Regions from separate parts of the Mus musculus genome. Here regions 1, 2, 3 and 4 are each linked to region 5. The links are chromatin contacts, called in public promoter capture Hi-C maps. All regions are on one chromosome and are shown on one strand. The core of a region is the stretch at or near the end of the contact, and the rest is flanking DNA. Distances in the headings are between cores, read along the strand shown.

Region 1 (2,700 bases), core at 33-2,532, 2.4 Mb before region 5:
TGCTATATCGTGTATTCCTTTCTGTTATTTCTATTGTCCTCAATTAGTAAAGTACAAATTTACCAAAGGCTTGCATTGTGTGTAGGTACACCGTGACAGTGATATATAAACACTGTGAAAAACAACAGCAAAATCCATGAGTCTTACACCTGGTCAATACAGTTAGATCAACTGTAAGATATACACGTGCACACACACACACACACAACTTCAAAAGTAGAAGTGTCCACCAAAAATTAATGACCCTCAGTGGGAAAAATAATGCCTACCAAAAAGGTATTGGCAGGGTTGGGGATGTATCACAGTTGGTAGAATGCTTGTCCTAGCACACAGGAAGCCCTCGGTTCAATCCCCAGCCCAACACAAACCAGGCAGGATGGAGCTTACAAGCCAGCACTCGGGAGGAGAAAGCAAAAGCATTGGAAGTCCACAGTCATCCTCAGCCACTCAGAAAGTTCGAGGCCAGCCTTGGGCTACATGAGTTCCTTTAAAAACCAAATCTTCCCACAGCCCCAGAGACACATGCAAATGCCCGGGAGAAACAGTAACAAAATTCAAAACGCCCTCCAAGTCATGAAATTAAATTGTGAGGAAAGTGGTGGGGAAGAAAAAAAAATAATAATAACAAATGTTAGAAACTGTTGGGAGATAAACAAAATTAATAATAATAATTTTTTTTTTTAAAGACAACCCTGAACTACGTAGAAGGAATCTTGCTGGGTGTATCTCACGACCTCTGCACTGTCAAAGGTCGCGGTGGTTATTTCAAAAGATCTCATTTCAAATGGTCTGAGATCTCCATCCAAGAACTTCCTCCTTAGTGCGCCCATTCCAACTCCCTGGCTAGGGACTCGGCGAACTCAGTGGGGAAGCCACTCTCTTCGCTGGGCCAAGCGGGAGGACCTGACTTAGGCGCAGATCCAGGATGGCCCCTGAGTCCCCGGGATTCTGCCCCAGCCGCAGAAGCCCGCGGGCAGAGGGGACCCTGAAGCAGAGGGGGCGGGGCAGGGGCTCAGAGGAGGACAGGTGCCTTTTGCTCCACGCCCCGCCAGCCAGCACCTCGGGGACAGGCAGGATGGCGAACAGGAAGAGAAGGGGCCAGTGGGAATTAAACCTGGGCTCGCACTCACCAGCTGTCCCCGCCCGACGTTGACAGTGGCAGAAGCTCTTCTCCTTCCGCCATTGCTGTTGACGTCCACGTCACTTTGCCGAAAAGTGGACCTGGCACCGAGACTGTCTCAGAGATTCAGTGTCGTAAAAGGAGTTATGAAGTCTGAGACTTGAGACTCACCAGAGCGAAAGAGGGAGGAGGCGAGGAATTGGAAGGATGCAACGTCACCACGTCTCTAGGGCGAAAGGCGGAGCCCGGAGCTTTGCGAGAGGGAGAAGATTATGGAAGACCACAAATCCCAGGATGCCAAGGGCCCGCGAACGGAGTGGGCGGGGCACAAGGCTTGTGGGCGGGGCCGACCCTGGGGAGTGGGAGGGGTTCTCCGGGATGGGGCGGGGCGCCACGCTGCGGGCAGGCGTGGCTCAGAGGAGACTCTGAAAGTGAAGCATCCTGGCTTGGCGTCTTAATGTTTGGGTCTCTGGCTGTCCGGTGTGAGCCAGAATTGAGAATCCCAGCTAGTGGAGAGAGGAGGGCAAGTATGAATTCACACAGAGAAGGTAGGCTGAATAGAAAAAAAGGAAAGGACATACCACATCATTTGTAAAGACCATTCAAAAAAATAAAAAGGCCAGGGACTTAGTAAACCATACAGCACTTGCCCAGCATCCTCAATGATTCAATCACCAGAGCTACAAGAAAAATAAAAATACACGAAGGACTCTGTCAAGCTATCCAGTTAAGAAAATTATACTCTAGTCTTCTATCTTAAATATGTCTTCTAACAGCCAGGAGAATCAACTGTAGTTCTGAAACTGAAATTCCAGTTTAAAAAATCAGTTTAAGAAAGCTGCCGAGGGGGGCTGGTGAGATGGCTCAGTGGGTTAGAGCACCCGACTGCTCTTCCGAAGGTCCAGAGTTCAAATCCCAGCAACCACATGGTGGCTCACAACCATCCGTAACAAGATCTGACTCCTTCTTCTGGAGTGTCTGAAGACAGCTACAGTGTACTTACATATAATAAATAAATAAATCTTAAAAAAAAAAAAAAAAAAAAGAAAGCTGCCGAGATCCTTCCCTTCCTAGCCAAAGTCCCATTTGTCCCTCTAAATGGGCCTCCTTGTTCCGCACCCAGGTTTCATCCACAGTACCAGTATTACCAAAACACTAGCCCCTGGGCTATCTTTGCCTAGTACAGATTCAGGGAGGAGCTGAACAAATATTTTTAAGCCCAGGAACAACGATGCAGTTAACTACATGAAATTTATGGATAAATCTGAAAATGCCATTGTTAGATGAACCAAACAGATTACAAACAAAAGGCATCGTTTATGTTTGATATCAATATATTAGCAATAGATGCATGCACACTGAGAAATGCAGGGGTAATGTGTAGAAAAACTGAAAACAATTAAGTTTTAGATGGGGCAGGAATGACCAGAAATAGCTTTAATTAAGTAAAGTAAGTTTCTGTTCGATTGGTTGGCTGGTTATGTTTTGTTTTGTCTTTTGAGACAGTCTCACTAGTAACCTTGAGGAGCTCAGAATTTGCTTTGGAGACCCGGCAAGACCAGGTTTGGCTTGACTCCGGG
Region 2 (2,700 bases), core at 79-2,578, 2.9 Mb before region 5:
TAAAACGCCCACCCTCTAAACAAGTTTCTTTTTCCCTTCTTTCTTTTCTTGTCCCCGCCTCCCCAAGACAGGATTTCTCTGGGTAGCCTTGGCTGTTCTGTAGACCAGGCTGGCCCCGAACTCAGAAATCCACCTGCCTCTGACTCCTGAGTGCACCACCACCAACTGGCTCCTTTTTCTTCTCTATTTTTTCTTTCTCTCTTTTCTTTTCTTTCTTTAAAGAACCTTGATTATTCTAAAACTGTAAGTGGGTCTCAAAATCTGTATGACACGCAGTGTATATGGCAAGAATGTAACCATTTTCACTGGTAGCTATGTGAGCTCAAGTTCTTCTCTGCGGCGTACTTTCTGCACATGCGAAGGGAGCCTAACAAGCTACTTTGGTAGAATCTTTGAGATTACCTATCTACAATTCTCCCTACCGTGCCCAGAGACGGCAACTTAACAAAAGTTGGCAACTGTAATCAGTAAAACTGGGTAGGGCCCCAAGAGGACACTAAGCACGGGAGTGTACGACCGAATGGGGCTCCTTTCTGTGTCCTCAATCTACCGATTAACTCCAGGTCTACGCTCCAACGTCCAAGCCACTCCCGGGGATCAGGCACAAACGCTTTGGGCTTTCTCAAGCCCCCTTTCTATGTCTTCCATGATTCACCCTCCACCTTCCAAGTTGCTCTAGAGGGTGAAGCACCGAGCAAACGCCCCAGGCTTCTTCGATCCCTGGTTCTCGACCTCCGTAAGAGGTACCCCCAGGCTCCCCTCTACTCTCTGGGGCCGGAGGGAACAGGACTTGGGGTATCAGCGGGGCCAAACGCCCTCCAGGTCAGGCCGGGCCGGGCGCCCTCTCCTCCCCCTCCCTCCCTCCCTCCCAGCCGCCCCTCCCCCATGCCGGGCCGCTCGTCCGCCTCACCCGGGCCCTGCGCCCTCCCTCCCAGCCCCTTCCCACGGTCCCCAGCCCCACCCTCCCACCCGGCGCTGGGAGGTTCCAGAAGCCCTGCGGCCCTCCCGGTTCCCCCGACCTCCTCCTTGAGTCGCCACGCGCGCCTCACTCCGGCGGACATACCCCGCTTGCCGAGGCCGTCCACCTCAGCTGACCCGGCCGCTGCGGGCTCACTCGGTGTCGCAGAGGAGGCTTCCAAACCCCGTCCGCTCCGCCGCCGTCCGCCGAGCCTCGCCGAGCTGCAGGCTGCGCAGAGCTGGCCAATCGCACGCACCCGACGAGCCTAGCGACAGCCACGGTCCCGTACGTGGCAGGTGGGAAGCGCAGGGGCGGGAGCGAAGGGGAGAAAAAAAAAAACTGCCCTGGCGCCCCGCCTCCAGGCGCACAAGCCAGTCAGGACGCATGCGCAGTGGGTGAGGGGCGGGGCGGGCGAAGACCCCGCTGCGTCGGGTGAGCGGCCCGGCTTCCTCACTGGATGACCGAGTGTAGGAAGTGCGAGCCGAGGCGGACACGCATGCGCAGGGAATTACCAGCACTTCCGGTTTTCCGGGCAGCCAGTCTTTCCTAAGTCTGGCTGCTGGGTGGGCGGGGCGTAGTCTGCAGGGCTGGGTTTGCTACGAGAGCCTGGGGGAAGTGGGGCATCTGTCCAGAAAGGTTTGGGTCTTGTTGCTTTGTGGCTGTCGTGACTACGCGCTAGTCTGTCACATCTCGGAAAAAACGAACCCCTTTTCCGCCTTCTTTCTACACGTTCATTCATTCATTCATTCAGGATTGAGTGCCTACGCTTTGCCGAAAGAGTGCTAGGATGAGTCAGTTCCCCAGCTAAGCTCTACCCAAACATTTAGGAAGATCCGAGTTTAGAGGGCACACCCACCGGTGCAAAAGACAAACTTGGATAGTAAAAACCGAGGCTTCAAGAAGGCTTTTATAGGATAGAGATTTGACCATACCCTACACTCGCCTAAATTCAGTTTTCTTTTTGCTTTGGATGTGTTTAAATGGATGGAACTTGAGAATTATCATCCTGAGTGAGGTGACTCAGTCACAAAGGAGCAAACACGGCTTGGACTCACCCTTGAAAAGACTGCTTACACATTGGTCCCTGACTAGTGTCTGAGCAACTAGAATTCAACAATGCTTCCACTGTTCTTTATTAAGAGCCATCCCTTGTGTCTAAAGTGTTTGAATAAATGTATTTTACGCTGAACACATTTCAATCTGCTTGCAATCTGGGTGCCAGGAATCTTAGTACACAGCAACCAGTGGGTCCCGTAATCTCCTTTAACAAGAAGAAGAAGAAAAATAAATAAATAAAGCAAAGTGGAGTGGTATAATCTAACACTACAATCTAAGTCTTACAAGTAACTTCTGGCAGACTATTCACATGGTTTAGGGACTTGTTGCTGGAAGAAATTAAGTGTGTCCAGGAAGAAAGCTTAGATGTGTGCTCTGGTCTCATACAGACTTCTTTCTTTATAATTTGTTCTTTTGCTATGTTCCTTTATGTTCTTTTCTATAATACCGTATGTCCTAGACATGGATACAGTTCCCTATAGTATCTGTGCAAAAACCATACAATGCCTATAGATGTAATTTGAGCATACTTTTTATTAAAAAAATCTACATCTAGAAACACAGAGATCTCATTACCAGAATAATCTGGAAAGAAGAGGTTGTAGATTTTGTAGCAGTGCTCAGAAAGGACTTTAGTACTGTTGCTTGTCTGCTTTCAGGACAATATATTCATTCACTACTTAACT
Region 3 (2,700 bases), core at 109-2,608, 2.5 Mb before region 5:
AACATGACGCAAGAGAAAAGGCCCTGAAGTTTCAAACTGGAACATTCTATTTTAATCACTCCACGTTGACACAACTTGGCCTTTGCATCTTCATGTAATGCTATTATGGTGAGCATCCTGTGGTACTTAAAAGCCAAATGACCATCTATGGGTGTTTGGTTTTTGTTTTTTTGGTTTGTTTGTTTGTTTGTTTGTTTGTTTGTTTGACAAAAGGATGTTCAAACCTGAAATGAAGAGCCATAGCCTGGAACATTTAATTATCCATGCTTTGCCTTTTTTTCTTGAAAATTGTGTGAATTCCAAACACCTTGCAAAGTAGACTTCATGCTTTGAGACCAGATCCAGAGTTCATGAAGGCTTAAGAAAAGTACTTCAGGGCTGACGAGATGGCTCAGCAGTTAAGAGCACTGACTGTTCTTCCAGAGGTCCTGAGTTCAATTCCCAGCAACCACATGGTTGGCTCACAACCATCTGTAATGGGATCCGATGCCCTCTTCTGATGTGCTTGAAAAACAGCTACAGTGTAGTCATATAAATGAAATAAATTTTTTTTAAAAATTTAAGTTATTTCAAATAAGTGAGCAAACTCAAAGTGTTGTGACAGACACTTGTGCTCCAGGGAAGGTTGTATGGGCTAGATGTCAGGTGGAATCCATTTTAAGATACACACGTAAAGATGCCTGCGGTGATCCGGGGTCCTCGAGGAAAGCCAATAGGAAAGCCTTCTAACAGACATCCTTGCCCTTTGTAACTATTAAAGGTGCAGCACACAGGCTGCAAGTCACTTCCATGAGTCAACCTACCTTCCCCAGTTTCCATCTAGTCTTTGCCCTCTGTCATTGTCCCAGGAACTACAAATTTGTCCAAACTACAATCTGGCTATTGCAGAAATATACAAAGCTGGTTTACACAGCACGATGGTCTCACCCTTTTTCCCCCCTCCCACAGTTTCAGTCTTTAACAGGCACCAACGTAGCCACACCCCCCTCCCCGATCCTACCAATCAACTGGGAGGCCCACCATCCCTGCTGGCCAATTCCCTTCACAGTGCTTCTGCAAGTCCCGCCCACTCACAGAGCTACAGGGAGCTGTCCCTCTACACTTGCTGCACACGGCCCCCCACGCCCCTCCTCGCCGCACTGGCGACAGTGCCACGGGTCCTTCTGTCCTGGAGAAGAGGTCTGCAGTCACGCAAGGCCTGAGACCTCCCGAGCGATTCTAGGCAACCGCCTGCAAGAGGAAAGGGAAAAGCCACCCAGAGCGCCAGGCCTTCTGACCCCGGAAGTGGTTCTCCCCTGTACAGTAGATAGGGGCGGGCCCAGCCGCCGGTCTAGCCCGGCATGCCCCGGGCTTCCGGTGACCTCTGGCCCTTTTCTGTCGTCCGCTCCTGCTGCTTAGCGTGCTCGCTCGCGCGTTGCTTTCCCTCCACGCTCCCGGCTTCCTCCCCACGCTGCCCGGTGACCGTGGCGCCCGCGACCGGCGCGGCGGCGGCGGAGGACAGTCGTCATGGCCGCCTCTAAGCCCATAGAGGCGGCGATGGCGGCGGCTGCTGCGCCCGGTTCTGGAAATGGAGTGGGCGGTGGCGGTGGGACTGCGGGCCCCGGCTCGGGCGCGGGGACCCTGCCGCGATGGCACGTGGCGCTGGCCATCGGGGCGCCCCTGTTGCTGGGTGCTGGGGCTATGTACCTGTGGAGCCGAAGGCGGAGGCGCCGGGAAGCGGGAGGCCGGGGCGACGCCAGCGGCCTGAAGCGCAACAGTGAACGGAAGACCCCCGAGGGCAGGGCCAGTCCGGCCCTGGGCAGTGGCCACCACGACGGTTCTGGGGACTCCCTGGAAATGGTGAGAAGCCGCCCGGGCCGTAGAGGTGAAAACGAGCGGATGCAGCTTTTCCTTGACCCGTTGTGCGGGTGAGGGGCCCTCCCACCGGTCGGAAACTGCCGAGTGACTTTAGAGTCGTTTCTGGTTGCCTTTATAGGGAATGGAATAGCAGCTCCAGGCTGGCTAGCGTAGAGACGTTCTTTGACAATTTCCTTTGGGATCCAACAGAATACTTTGCCTTTCTTCTAAGTGACACAGCATTTATCCCTAGTATGTAGGTATGGGAAACATGCACAAATATAGTAATTCCATTAAGCGAAGAAAGGCAAATTTCACGGAACGATTGGAGTTGTACCGTGAGTTGTTATTGTGTTTCCCAAGACCAGAACTTTGCTAAGAACCTTTTAAAAACAAGCCATTTTTCTTTCGGAGTTTCTCTCTCGCTCTGATTGTGTGTGTGTGTGTGTGTGTGTGTGTGTGTGTGTGTGTGTTTGGGGAGGGAGATTAGCAACTATTACAAAGTTCAAAAAAATCATTAGGTAGCTTTGTATATAGGAAATAGTTCAGTTTTTAAGGAACTGTGCCTCCCACCCCCACCCCCGCTGCACATCTTAAAATGTTCTATTTCACCTGGACATATATATACATGTGTCCAAGCCTGATAAAGAGTCTCTGGTGTTATAACAAGCATTGGAGTGATAAACTGCTCTATCGGATCTGGTGGTCAGACTATTAAATCTTTTTGACAAGTTTGACGGCTGTGTGGAGAATTGGCATGGACTGAGATTGAGTGAGATAAGGGACTTTACTGGGTCAGGAATTCTGTGGTGGTATTACCAGAGTAATCCAAGTTCAGAGAAACTTACAGGTAAATAAATACCA
Region 4 (2,700 bases), core at 102-2,601, 2.4 Mb before region 5:
ATATTAGGGTTCCAAAAGGCATTGCTGGAGGTGGGACATAAGAGGACCACTGCCAGCACGCAGTACTGTGGTGGATCCACAGCTCCTGAAGAATGGGCAGGCTGCCCTGATACTTACAGGCAGAGAAACTATGTTGGCACCTTGCTTTGCTGCCTCCCGCACTAGGCTACAAGCCCGGGTAAGGTTATCTGATTTAATGGAAGAAACTTGAAGCTGTATGAGGGCCAGGCGGAAAGCTGGGGAAAAAAGAAAAAAAAAAAAAAAAAAAAAAGTCATCAGATCTGCCCACTAAGTTCACCCAGGGCCAGGATTCTCAAACAGGATATCAGGCAGTATTTGAACATGGTTTTTGATTGACCCAACTACTGGCAATCTAAAGGGGTATATCGACAACACTGACAAAACCTGGCTTCTGAAGAAGGCCGAAGCTCTCCTTAAAAGTATAAAAACTATGATCGCTCATTCCTTGGCTTATCCTAAATATGATGAGAGAGAAAAAAAAAAAAAAGGCATTTAGCCCCTAACACCTCTTAATTGAACAGTGCCAGAATCTGTATAAAAACAAATGAAACCAAAACCTGGCATTATTTTCAGGTTAACAGACCTTGAGCTGTCACCAGAGTATCACAGAAACTCACTAATATCTCCCCTAACCCTAGGAAGTTAGACTGCCTCTGCTCCTGAGGCAGGAAAGGATAATAAAACTATAGTTTTGTTTCTAGCTTCTTCCAAAAGCCACCCAATATGGACAAGGTCCCGACCCAGGTTAGGGGCCGGTGCAAAAGCGCCCTCTGCAGGCTTACGCAGGAAAACCCCTCCACTGGGGTCCTCCGTGTGCAAGACTTGTTGCTTCCCCTTCTCCGGAAAGCGATTAATGATTTTGAAGATGAACAAGTCGGGGCGGAGGGCACGAAAACACCTCGAGTGACGGGCCTATTACGGGAACAACATTTACATGAATATGCCAGGACAGTGCAACTATAAACTTTTACAGACGAGGAACTGCGGAGTGAGGTGTGATTATCCACCGCTTTGTGAGGCGAGGAAGTCAGAGCCACGAGTTGGACACCACCACCCAACCCGCAAGCTGACCAGCTCCGACAGCACAGGACGCCCCGCGCGGAGGCCTGTGCTCGCACGGCCAGCCGCCCCTGGGCTTCGCCGCGCCGCGGACACCGGTGACAAGAGCCACCGGCATGGCTGACCGGGGGACGCAAGGACCCAGCCGGCTCATCTGCACCGCCGCACGGAGGACCCCGCTCCCGCTGGGAGCTGGACAACCAGACCACGAGCCACTTACTAGACATGGCTCTTCCACGGTGCACCGCAGGCCACAGGGACTCCTGCCAGTCAATCTCCTCCGCAGCGTGCAGAAGGCGGGGCCGAGCCGCGCGCGCAGAAGGGGCGTGGTCAAGGGCTGGGTCGAGGGGCGGAGCCTCGATGAGCTTTGAGGATTTTACTGTTTTGTTTTGTGCTGTGCTGTAATGTAGGTGAGTAAGCCTCCGACTTTGTGCACATTCAGTACCAGTCTACATTCTTGCCTGGGCACCGTACTAAAAATGGCTCACCCTTTGCGGTTGCATACACCAAGAAGTGATAATTACAAATTCTTTATATAGGGCCTTCAAAAGCAAAGTCAAAAAAGAGAAGCCTACGTTATGGTAGTGTGCCATAAATGGTCTGGGGTAGAAAGGTCCTACTTGTGGCACAAAGGACATAAATTTCAGGTTAGATCATGGCAGTGGCCAGGGTAACGATGCTCCATGCTGACTGGCTTGAGGAAGTGCACCTGGTTGTTTTAGGCTAGCAGGACTTCAGAACCTTGCTCCTAACTGGGCTGGGGAAAGAGATAGAGTTGGTGCTAAGCAGTATTCTACGATTTGACCTTTGTATTTATTATTTAATTTTTATTCATTATCATTTATGTAAATATTTATTTTTGTTTTGAGCTTTTCCGGTTTTCAGACAGGGTCTCTTGTAGCCTAGGCTGCACTTTAACTTGCTATGTAGCTAAGGCTCACCTTGACGTCTAATCCTCCTGCTCCCACTCCTGAGTGCAGGGATTGAGTCCTGTAGCAACACACCCAGCTAGTGACATTGCTTTCTAAGCTTTGCAGTGCTTGCAAGTTAAAGTCTATACCTTGTCACATTTGCAGAGCACGGAGCCAAGGGGATTAGAGAGCTTGACAAGAGGAAAGAAAGCCTGCAGATCAGATCCCCAAAAGAAATTTTAGTCAGCTGTCTTCAGTGGGGCTGAGCTTTTCACAAACTTTGGGAGAGACAGAGAGAGCCAAACAGAGAGACAGAGAGAGGGAGAGAGAGAGAACCATAAACAGCAGTTTGAAAAGGACAAAGCAGGGCTGGAGAGATGGCTCCGTGGTTAAGAGCACTTGGTGCTCTTGCAAAGGACCTGGGTTTGGATCTAAGCACCTACATCGTCCTGAGGGGATCACAGAATTGTTTCTTCCAAGAACCTGAGAACACTGGGGAAGCGGGGTGAACAAAGAATGTATGCGCTGGAGGAAGGTGTGGGGATGGGTTGCAGTATGGCCTTATGTCTTCCAGGGTTAACATATTTACCCCATCTTCATCTTGCATTAGAAACTGCAGTGGCCTGGTAGCCATGGCAACTACTGAAGACAAAGCCAGGTCTAAGGTGACAGATCTATTGACAGCTCTAGTAGAAAGAGGGGGGAAAGG
Region 5 (2,700 bases), core at 122-2,621:
AAAGGGCGCTGAGTCTACTGCTTTCAGATCACAGGGGACTGTTAGGGACAACGTTAGAGCCACATTAGAGCCACGACAGGTGAGACCTCCCAGATTTCAGAACTACCATTAAGGACGGGGAAACTTCGAATGTTAAAAGCATCAACAACCAGGCCAAAAGTATCTGAAACTTCCTAGTAGAATAACCAGTCAATTATAATTGGTCATTTCTTGGAAAGACGTATTATGCTAACAGGTGATTACACTGGAAATGATTCACAATTAGGAAAAGCAAGGAGAACGAAGGGCTAACAACAAATCACAAACCCTAAATAGTAATGGAACTAGAAGCGTCAGTTGTTTCCGATCCATTTTTCTTTGAAGTCCATCAGCAAGTCTTTAGTCTGAGGTAAATATAGCTCTCTAGAGGGCAACCTTCCAAGGACATGGGTTACAGGTTCTTCTGGTGCAAGTGAAGTTGGCTTCACTTCTCAAAAAAAAAAAAAAAAAAAAAGGAGAAAGAAGCGAAACCACCTCTCCTTTAGGGTTGATAAGGAAATTTAAAAACGGGCATTTTAATGAGACGAATTTTTAAAATGTCAATCTTTAAAGCAGCAGGAGTAGAGGAAAAATGATTATGGAAAGAGTGCAAGAGTGCACATACTAATCATTAAACTGAGCCAGCTCTCAGCTCCGGCCCTGGTTCCCCAAATCGGAGCGCTTCCGTCAGATGTCCCCAGTGAGAGAGACAGAGAGAAAGGAGGAAGGGCGGCAACATTTAAACTGTAAACAAATCTGGCGAAGACTTCAGATTCTGGATGTCGTCTCAGAAAGCTCTGATTGCAACTCTTTTAGGAATCACTTCGAGAAAACCTTAAGATGGCAAAGCACGACGCGGAGGGGCGCGAGATTCCCTCGGCAGCTTCAGAGCCTCCCGGAGTGGAGGGGACAGAGCCGGGAGCCCCCGATGGCGGCGGGAAAAGCCACCGGCCGGGAGCAAGAACTTCCCCAGATCTAAGCCACCCAGGGCGGGACCGGAGGAAACCCGAGCGGCGGAGGAAGGCGCGCACGGCGCCCCCGCGGCTCCCACCTGGCTGCACTCCGGCTCACTCCCGCCGGCTGGCCGGTCCCCGGCTTCTCCTCCTCTTCCTCTTCCTTGTCCCGAGAAGGGTTCCGCGGAGCGAAGAACCGAGAGAAGCTGTGCCAGGGGGCGCTGCCCCTCCTGCGGCCGCCGGACATCTCCCCACCGGCTCGGCCGCGCCGTCCGCGGGCCCCGACGAGCCGCTGGCCGGAGCGAGGGTGGCCGCAGCCCTGGCTCGCTGAGCGCAGCGAGAGTCGGCCCGGGCCGCCGGCGCGGCTCCTCCAGCCCGGCCGGCACGAGCGCTCCCCGTGCGGCTCCTCCTCCCGCCCGCGCCCGGAGCTGCCCGCCCCCGGGAGGAGCCAGTGGCCGCGACCGCCCTGTCGGCCACAGCGTGCAGATCCGGGAGGAGCAGCCTGGGGATGCTAGGCTCCGGCTTCCCGCCCAAACCAGCCCAGCCCGCAGCCCACTTGGCTTGGCCAACAGTCAACTGTAAATGCTTTGCTTCCCTTTCCCGAGTTAGGGCTGTTTTAAAACAGGGTAATCAATTAAAGTCTGGGGAAACACCTGGCAAGAAGCAGCACCCGCGTGCCCTGCAGCCTGGAACCTGAGCACAGCCTTTCTAAAGACAGTTTCAGCCTGCAAGGGTAGGTCCCATCTGTCCTGCTGTCAGCACCTTGTTTCTGCTTCAGCTGGCTCAGATGAGGAGCCACCAACCCAGGTGTGTTTTAGCGCTCACCCTTCACCTGTGGGCCACTCCCAGAATCCTTTTTCAAAAAAACCGTCCCTGATCACAAAACCAAATCTGATTCAGGTATGACTCAAACTAGAAAAATGCTGAAACAAATATTTGGTTGTTGCGCAGATACTCCTGTATTCTGGAACGCCAAAGGCCCTTAACATTAGTTTAAAACGAATATCTGGTTATGATAAAAATGACTTTATACAGCGGAGCTGCTAACAGAGAAAGCACACAGAGCCATATTCGCCCCAGGTGTATTGTTATAGTTTGTCTGAAGTCAAACTCCAGAGGTATGAAGTTCAAGATAACAGTGGGACATTTAGTAACTAAAAATGTTATGTGGGCAAATCACATGAAAATAGGGTGATAGCTGTCTGTGGCTGGCTGGAGAAGTGAGGAGGTTGAACGTCTACCTGTCGGCCCCAAGGAATCATAGTGCCGGTTAAGGAGCCTTCCCGCGGACCCACAGCTACCCCTTTGAGGCATTTTAATCTGTCAACTGGATCTGAAACTAGGAGTATGAGAGTAAGAAAAAAATTAGGATCAGATACAGATGGACAAGCAAATTCTTCCATGCAGCTACAGGGCCTGGAGAATAATGTGCCTCCCCAACGCAATGTTAGCTGACTAGCAGTTGCCTCCCCCTGTTGCCCTGTGACAAAAAGTGGTCCTACACCTCAGTGTTGGCACAGAGGGTCCAGGCAAGGAGTCTGTCTGGGGATAAAAGTGTCTGGGCGTCAATAAGATTATGAGGCAAATTCTGATTTTCAATAATACTATTTCTCTCAATTAGCTGATAGGAAAATGTTATAGTAGTCCACGTATTAATGTTTCTTTACAACTGGTCTCCTAGGTATATGCAGAAGTATTAGGCTCACGGCATGGAAAGTTCTTGGTATTG

The links. Promoter capture Hi-C pulls out the DNA fragments that hold promoters and counts their contacts. Capture Hi-C pulls out chosen DNA fragments and counts their contacts.
Region 1: a contact with region 5 is called in a promoter capture Hi-C map of pre-B cells, with 4 times the contacts expected there. The contact joins the promoter of Tbc1d23 here to the promoter of Crybg3 in region 5.
Region 2: a promoter capture Hi-C map of adipose tissue shows a contact between it and region 5, with 6 times the contacts expected there. The contact joins the promoter of Tfg here to the promoter of Crybg3 in region 5. A contact is called at or near these places in 3 of 39 promoter capture datasets (liver and pre-B cells) and 2 of 9 other capture datasets (adipose tissue and liver).
Region 3: a promoter capture Hi-C map of liver shows a contact between it and region 5, with 6 times the contacts expected there. The contact joins the promoter of Tomm70a here to the promoter of Crybg3 in region 5. A contact is called at or near these places in 2 of 39 promoter capture datasets (embryonic stem cells and liver), 2 of 115 datasets of contacts at active chromatin or transcription factors (astrocytes and embryonic stem cells) and 1 of 9 other capture datasets (liver).
Region 4: a contact with region 5 is called in a promoter capture Hi-C map of adipose tissue, with 5 times the contacts expected there. The contact joins the promoter of Nit2 here to the promoter of Crybg3 in region 5. A contact is called at or near these places in 2 of 39 promoter capture datasets (liver and pre-B cells) and 1 of 9 other capture datasets (adipose tissue).

What each region holds. Positions count from the first base shown.
Region 1 is chr16:57,230,184-57,232,883 of GRCm38.p6, forward strand. Tbc1d23 (TBC1 domain family, member 23) reads right to left here and starts at 1,283. Exons shown (of 19, transcript NM_001358433.1): 1 at 1,131-1,283. The coding sequence starts at 1,183.
Region 2 is chr16:56,716,122-56,718,821 of GRCm38.p6, forward strand. It overlaps Tfg (Trk-fused gene), which reads right to left and starts at 1,329. Exons shown (of 8, transcript NM_019678.3): 1 at 1,064-1,329.
Region 3 is chr16:57,120,356-57,123,055 of GRCm38.p6, forward strand. It overlaps Tomm70a (translocase of outer mitochondrial membrane 70A), which reads left to right and starts at 1,359. Exons shown (of 12, transcript NM_138599.5): 1 at 1,359-1,839. The coding sequence starts at 1,507.
Region 4 is chr16:57,165,981-57,168,680 of GRCm38.p6, forward strand. Nit2 (nitrilase family, member 2) reads right to left here and starts at 1,352. Exons shown (of 10, transcript NM_023175.1): 1 at 1,301-1,352; 2 at 118-236. The coding sequence starts at 1,307. It overlaps Gm16892 (a long non-coding RNA gene), which reads left to right and starts at 1,389. Exons shown (of 2, transcript XR_003951893.1): 1 at 1,389-1,490.
Region 5 is chr16:59,599,676-59,602,375 of GRCm38.p6, forward strand. Crybg3 (beta-gamma crystallin domain containing 3) reads right to left here and starts at 1,372. Exons shown (of 22, transcript NM_174848.4): 1 at 1,070-1,372. The coding sequence starts at 1,218.